Regions from separate parts of the Mus musculus genome. Here region 2 is linked to region 1. The links are chromatin contacts, called in public promoter capture Hi-C maps. All regions are on one chromosome and are shown on one strand. The core of a region is the stretch at or near the end of the contact, and the rest is flanking DNA. Distances in the headings are between cores, read along the strand shown.

Evidence for each region. Promoter capture Hi-C pulls out the DNA fragments that hold promoters and counts their contacts.
Region 2: a contact with region 1 is called in a promoter capture Hi-C map of the 3T3-L1 cell line, with 5 times the contacts expected there. The contact joins the enhancer-like site here to the promoter of Ddo in region 1. A contact is called at or near these places in 8 of 39 promoter capture datasets (the 3T3-L1 cell line, the C10 cell line, the SN4741 cell line and 4 more), 2 of 484 Hi-C or Micro-C datasets (the C10 cell line and pre-B cells), 1 of 115 datasets of contacts at active chromatin or transcription factors (astrocytes) and 1 of 9 other capture datasets (embryonic stem cells).

The regions. Positions count from the first base shown.
Region 1 is chr10:40,628,511-40,631,746 of GRCm38.p6, reverse strand. It overlaps Ddo (D-aspartate oxidase), which reads right to left and starts at 1,736. Exons shown (of 5, transcript NM_027442.5): 1 at 1,656-1,736; 2 at 1-141. The coding sequence starts at 138.
Region 2 is chr10:41,683,591-41,687,025 of GRCm38.p6, reverse strand. All of the region lies in intron 4 of Ccdc162 (coiled-coil domain containing 162), which reads left to right. Among named protein-coding and RNA genes, the nearest start is that of Mir3473b, 15 kb to the right of the region's middle. Within about 2 kb of position 2,170, at least 31 of the 459 cell types and tissues checked have an H3K27ac peak or open chromatin away from gene starts, as enhancers often do.

The sequences.
Region 1 (3,236 bases), core at 487-2,986:
TACATTACTGGTGGTATCAGGAGTGAACCTGTCTGAGATGACAGTGACGGTGCATCCGGGAACCAGTTGGGAAATGCATGCTGCAGTAGACAGCCCTATCACGCCAGCTCCAACGACCGCAATACACACTGTGTCCATGGCCTAAGGAGGAAAACGCAAATGGACCACCTTGCTTAGGGCATTATTCTCCCCGGATGAAATCTGACCCTAAAGTTCTTTCCTTACATCAGGCAGCCTCTCAGAGTAAAACTTCCTTCCGAAAAAGGGTCCCCAGGACCCAGCCCAGCAACCTTTTAAGCTCTCATTCCATAAATAACAGTGCGAACTTCGAGGTCTCTCTACGGGCAATTGCTACCAAAACAGAATCAGCCTAGGTTTGCCTGCCGTGCTCACCAGCACTAATCACATGGCATTCGGGGGTAGAATTCTAGTCATAGTGCCCTTGCCTAACTTTTTCCCTATGGGCACATTCTAGGGACTGCTGAGGAGGTAAGCTAGTCCTGGGAAGCAGCCGAGCTGTGACTTCTGCTCCCGGGACTCTAGGGAGCAGACACAGAGGTCATGTCTGGCTGCCACAGATGATTGCATAACAGGAAGAAATGGCCGCGGTCCTTTAGCCTCTGTGCCTTCACCTGAAGACAGCACCAAATGAATTCTTATTAGCCTCTTTGAGTAGTAAACGGCAGGCCGCTGAGGCTGTCTCCCAAATAGATCCCCTGTGGGAGGATGTAGGGAAAATGTAGATACCAGGCGCCTGCGCCAGGCACCCCAAGGCTGACATCTTGTGTGGAAGGTAGAGAGAGGGGCAAAGATGTCAGTGTCCTCCACGCTCTCCGCAGAGGCAGCAGGAATCTGTTACTTGGTGCTGACCTGTCAGCCTCCTGCCCGCCTTCACTTCTTTGTCTTACTATGTGTGCTCCATGCCCAACTCCCTCTATCTGGCTCAATTCCAGATTAAGGAGAGTGGACAAAACGTAATTATTCCAGTTAGTTATAGCCATTCCTTAGGGGTAAAGTTCTCTCAGCCAGCTGCTTGTGTTGTTAGCCTAAATCCCACCCACCCCTGGTACAATCCCTTCTTGCAACAGGCAGTGAACAGGGCATCAGGCCAGGTGAGGTTAGCCATGGCAGACATCATGAGGTCTGGCTATGAGTGGTTCTCTGCCTCCTCCCTAGCTCCACTTGACTCCCACTCCGTGAGCCTTGAAGCCTTTTCAGGGAGGTTTAATGTGCGCTTCTCCTCCAACTGAGCCGTGTGCGTTTCTGAGCAGGTGAGCTGAGATGTCAGACTGCCAGGGTTGAAGAAAGACAAGAGAAGATTCCCAGCAGGACACAGTCCAGTGGGGAAGGCTGGGAGAGGGAGGTCCTGGACTTGTTTCCAGAGGAGGTAATAGAAGACAGACGGCCATGATCTTACTAGTTGCCTATCTAGCAGCCTTGCGCCACAGCTCTAATAAGTTAACACTAGGGTGAAAAGCAATCTGTGGCTAAGAATAACCAGCTGCCAGTGGAGTGGAAAGAGAGCCAGAAACATAGGGCATGTCCTGATATAGTGTGACCTATCAATCTCTGGCCCCAACCCCACCAAGACACACCCCTAAAATCCCAGAGTGCATACAGAACGACCCTAGAGCAAAGAGTGAGGATTCAAATACCTGTCTCTGAAAAAGCAGTCTGGTATCCACCGGAGGTCCTGGCACCAACACTTGTTTTCCAGTGACCTGTTAGCCTGGTCTCCTAAGAGACAGGGAAAACAAAACTCCTTCCCATTGGGGAAATTATTAAGGACACTCTCTCTAAGCTTACCCTCCATTGGTCCATGCCACAGTGTCTGCCTCTGACTCCCCAGGAGAGAGGCACGTGTAAGCTCTGTGGAACTGCCTCTCTGCCAAGCCTGCAGGGGAAGTTTCGTCCTCTATGACCTGTCTTTGTCTGGCTTTCAAGAACTTCAGCTTGCCACCAGCCTGGAGTTTCTCCGGCTGATTTGTTTGCATGGCAAATAAATGGGTGGTCTGTCTGACTTCCAAAAAGTCCCAGCTAGAACCAAGCACTCGTTTCCCCTGCCGCATTGTTCAGAGTTGTTGATAGCTGAGATGCCGGCCTGGTGGCAGATGGAAAATTTATTCAGAAAATAAGTTAGGATGAACCAAATATTTATAGAAGGGAACTGGTATTTGCTGAGTGTCACCTCCTCAGAAACACACACAGCTCAGTAGTAGGAAAAGCCCACATTAAACCTCCCTGAAAGTCATTTGATTCTAGAGACGTAATTGGTTGTATCACAATAGCTATAATATATCTTAAAGATTTGTTTTACATTTAAATTGCTGTGGTCTGTTGGTCTGTGGTCTATTGCATGTTGTTCTCACATGCACGCAGTGCCCATGGAGGCCAGAAGAGGGCACCAGATGTCCTGGAGCTGGAGTTATAGGTGGTGGTGCGCCACCTGATGAAGGTGCTGGCAATTACATGTGTTAATCGCTGAGCCATTTCTCCAGCCCAGATAATATTTAATAGAATAATATTAACCACGTTAATATACTAATAAGAGATTTCGCTTTAGCCATGACTGTATCACCACGTAACACCATTCTCTTGTGAAATGAGACGTATCCTCCTTATTCTACAGATATAAACCGAGGCTCCAAGACATGTGGAAAAGCCCATGGTCTCTTGTGTGATAAAGGCCATTCTGTGTAGCAGACTCCCTATGCATGCTCTCAGCCAAGCAGAGGTCCTCTTTGTCAAAGCAGGGTCCTCACTATCTTATCTTGAGCAAGTCAGAGGCTGTCTCAGTCTGTCTTCCCATCTGAAAAGGAGAGAAAGATGATTCCTTTTGCATGTGGCCATGAGCCTCTGGTGAGCTCAGCTAGGTACGATTTTATACAAGGCTGTCTGGGTGTCAAAATGGAAAAGAAAGGGCATTGTCCCTTCAGTCCACAATCCCAAAGTCACAGAAAATGGAACAGTTCTGTGTCTAGGGGAATGGGTTCTTTCTCCACACACATCCAGCAACCAATATAGCAGACTCTCCAGCAGACACATCCGGTTCAGCAGGATTCTCTTTCAATTCTGGCACCTTCTACCTGAAGATGGTATCTGGTACCACAGGTTGGAGGCTCAGGTCTTAAGACTTACCCCTTATCAAAGGTCAGATGCATATCTCAAACCTCGGGTTGTGCCCTGTGCCTTGGGTCCCACCACAAATTTGGGGTTCTAGGTTGCCCACACTGGGT
Region 2 (3,435 bases), core at 921-3,420, 1.1 Mb before region 1:
TAAAACAATACTGAAAGAAAGCACACAAAACCCTCCACCGACTATCGCAAGGACAAATCTGGACCACATCTAAGTTACAGAACACCAAGGACCTCCAGGAGACCAGCTTCCGTGAAACTTTTTGCCTCAGGACTGCGGCCAAGCTTTTGGACTTGTTATGTAGACACCACTGGAATGGGCATGGCAATGGAAACTAATTTTCCATCTGTACATTCCAAAGGATTTACCCAATAGTCGCAAAGATGTAAGGTCAGTCGCAGAGATGAGCCCGGAATGGCTATTATAGAAGCTAAAAGTAGTCCAAGACCAATTGTAATTAGGCTTGCAACATCCAGTTCTCCACAGCCACTGAAGTTCTTGTCAGTTAGACAGCCACCTGGAAGATTCAATGTAATGTACAATTTTCTTTTTGTTTTCAAGCAACTTTTGTTCACACCTGGCTGCATTGTTTCTTAGCCTGTGGTGAGGGAGAATAACACAGCTGGAAGATGGGGCAGAAGGAAGCTGTTCACCTCTGGGTTGCCACAAAGCAGAGAGCTCACTTTTTAGAACAAAGGTCCGCCCTGTCAAGCCGCTAATTTTTGAATCCATAAATGGATTAATCCATTGATAAGGTCCGGGCCCCATTGATCCATTCATTTGCCAAAGGTCCACCTCTGAACATTGCTGTTCTGGGGACTGAGCTTTCAAAAGACAGTATTGGTGGGAGACCCTTAAGGTCCAAATCATAGCAGTCATGATGCTGAAAAATATAGATGCTGGATTAGGCGGCCTTCAAACATGGCCACCAGTGTTCCTCATCATGGACTTGTGTCTGTGTTTCTTGACCCTGGACAGCTAGCATGAGACTGCCTCCCGTGTGCTGGGATTAAAGGTGTGTGCCACCACGCCTGGCGAGAGCATTTCTTAATTTTTGAAAACTTTTAAGCACGGTTTCTTTAAACAGAGTTTTCTGGGTTCTGGGAGTGACTATAAAATTCTCAATAAACAAAGCAAACTCATATTCATCTTTCTCAACCTTACTAGGCTTTTTCCCATCCATTATTCACTGCATTACACCCATAAAATCTCTTAACCTAAGCCTAAAAACATCCTTAACTCTCCTAGACTTAATTTGACTAGAAAAAACTATTCCAAAATCAACCTCAACCCTCCACACAAGCACAACCACTCTTACAACTAACCAAAAAGGCTTGACTAAATTATACGTTATATCATTCTTAGTTAACAGTATCTTAATTGTCAAGCTCATTCCTGAGTTTAAGCCCAGCTCCGAGACCCGTTGCTTAAATTGCACATCCATTACAGTGTTTCCTATCACCTCGGAAAGACCAAGATCCTGTTCCCTTTGGCTGTATCCTTGTTTGCAGTTGGTACCTACTTCATTTTGTGAAGTTCCTATTGCTCTTCAAGGTTACTAGCTTTTGTTCTTGTTGTTTTTGTTCTTCGAGACAGGGTTTCTCTGTGTAGCCCTGGCTGTCCTGGAACTCACTTTGTAGACCAGGCTGGCCTCGAACTCAGAGATCCCCTGCCTCTGCCTCCCAAGTGCTGGGATTAAAGGCGTGCGCCACCTCCACCAGTCCCAGTTGAAGTTTTCTAACATTTTCCATGCAAAGTCTAATGTACCTCTAATCTTGTCGGTTCAGTGTTTGCTTCAAACGTGTATTTACTTTTAGACTCCTAGACTCTTCAAGCTGCATTCACATTCGCTTTCAGTCTTCGGACCTTTAAACACTTGGCTTGCTGACCTTGTTAACTAGGTTGGTTCTTGTCGTCTTCTCACTAACTGCTCTTCTGCCCACAGATCTTTTCCTTGTTGCTTTGAATGACTATAGTTTATAAAATCACTTATAAATGAATGCTAAAAATAATCAAATTTTCACTATCGGATGCCGTGGATTTTGTGTTTCCCGTCAAGTGTTGGACTTTGTTCTGGGAAGCTTTTAAGTCACAGACCCACTTACTCCCTTCAGGGCTGCCTTGTGTGGCTTTAGGATAATCTTCACTCTAGGCTCAGTTTGTCCTCATTACCAGAGCCCTGGTGTTGGATGTCTCGGGTATCCAGGGACACTTTCACCTGGTGGCTGGAACTTGAACAGCCTGCAGCCAGTCCAGTAAGAACCTATTAAGAGCTGTTGGCCTTCGGTCGGTCAGGGTCAGCTATTCTTTACACAGCCTCCTGGAGCGTCTCCTGCTGCGTGCCTGGCTAGGTACTCAACAAACAGACCCGTGGGGTCCTTTCCGAGCCTGCCTTTCTCTGACTGGCTTCCTCCTCTCCAGTGCCGCAGCCTACAAACTCCCCGGTTCCTGGGTTCCTGTTCCGCGCCTCGCCTCGCCTCACGTTTCAAGTCTTCTCTCCTTAACTCAGAGGTCCCTCCGCTCCCTTACCGTTTCCTCTCCTTGCTGGGTCTCAGCAGCGTGAGTGAGCGTCTCGGCTCGCGGGAACCATGACAAGTGGTTCTCTTTCCCCAGGAACCCTGGCACTATGTTGGGACAGAAAAACAGTTGCCTCAAGTATTCTGTCAGATTCTCTACTCGTGATGAAAGAATGCAACAGGACTCATTTCTTCGCAGCGTCATTTTTATCCCTGGATAGAAAAGCCATCTGCATGACTGCCCTCAAACTCATAAATCTCCTGCCTTGGCCTCTTGAGCACGAGGCACGAGGGTTATAGGAATGTGCCACTGCTTTTATTTTAATTGTAAGCGAAAATTTTCAGTCTGATTTTTATAAACTATAGTCTTAATTTTTTTCTTTTTTGTTATTACTCTGTGTATGTGTTTTGGAACGCACCGTGGTGCACACGTGGGGGACGGTGGACAACATTGATGGAGTTACTTCCTGCCTTCCATCTCCACAAGGGTCCCAGGAATCAAACCCGGGTCATCACGATTGCATAAGGAGTTCCCTTACCCAGAGGGCCACCTCTCTGAGCCACTAATCTTACTTGTAATGGACTTTTTGACTCACAGGTTTAGGTGTGTGTGTGTGTGTGTGCATGGATGCATGGGTACATGTGTGTGCTTGTATGTTTCCTAGAGGAAAACCTCAGGTGTCACACCTTGGGTGCTGTGATCTTATTCTTTGGAGACAGGAGTTCTCTCTTGGAGTTTGCCAAGCAGGGAAGGTCGAGTGGTCACGAGCCCTAGGGACCTACCTGTCTGTTTCTGCCTCCCCTGCGTTCTGAGTGCCGCCAGAAATGGCTTTGCTTTTGCTTTTTCTTGTCTTTTTTCCCTTTCCTTCCCTTCCCTTCCCTTCCCTCCCCTCCCCTCCCCTCCCCTCCCCTCCCCTTTCCTCCCCTTTCCTTTCTTTTCCTTTCCTTCTCTTCTCTTTTCTTCTCAACATATGTTCTGGAGATGGAACTCTGGTTTCTGTGTTTTTCTGAAAAGCATTTTACTGATCCAGCATTTCTCCCAGCCATAATTTCAGTTTCT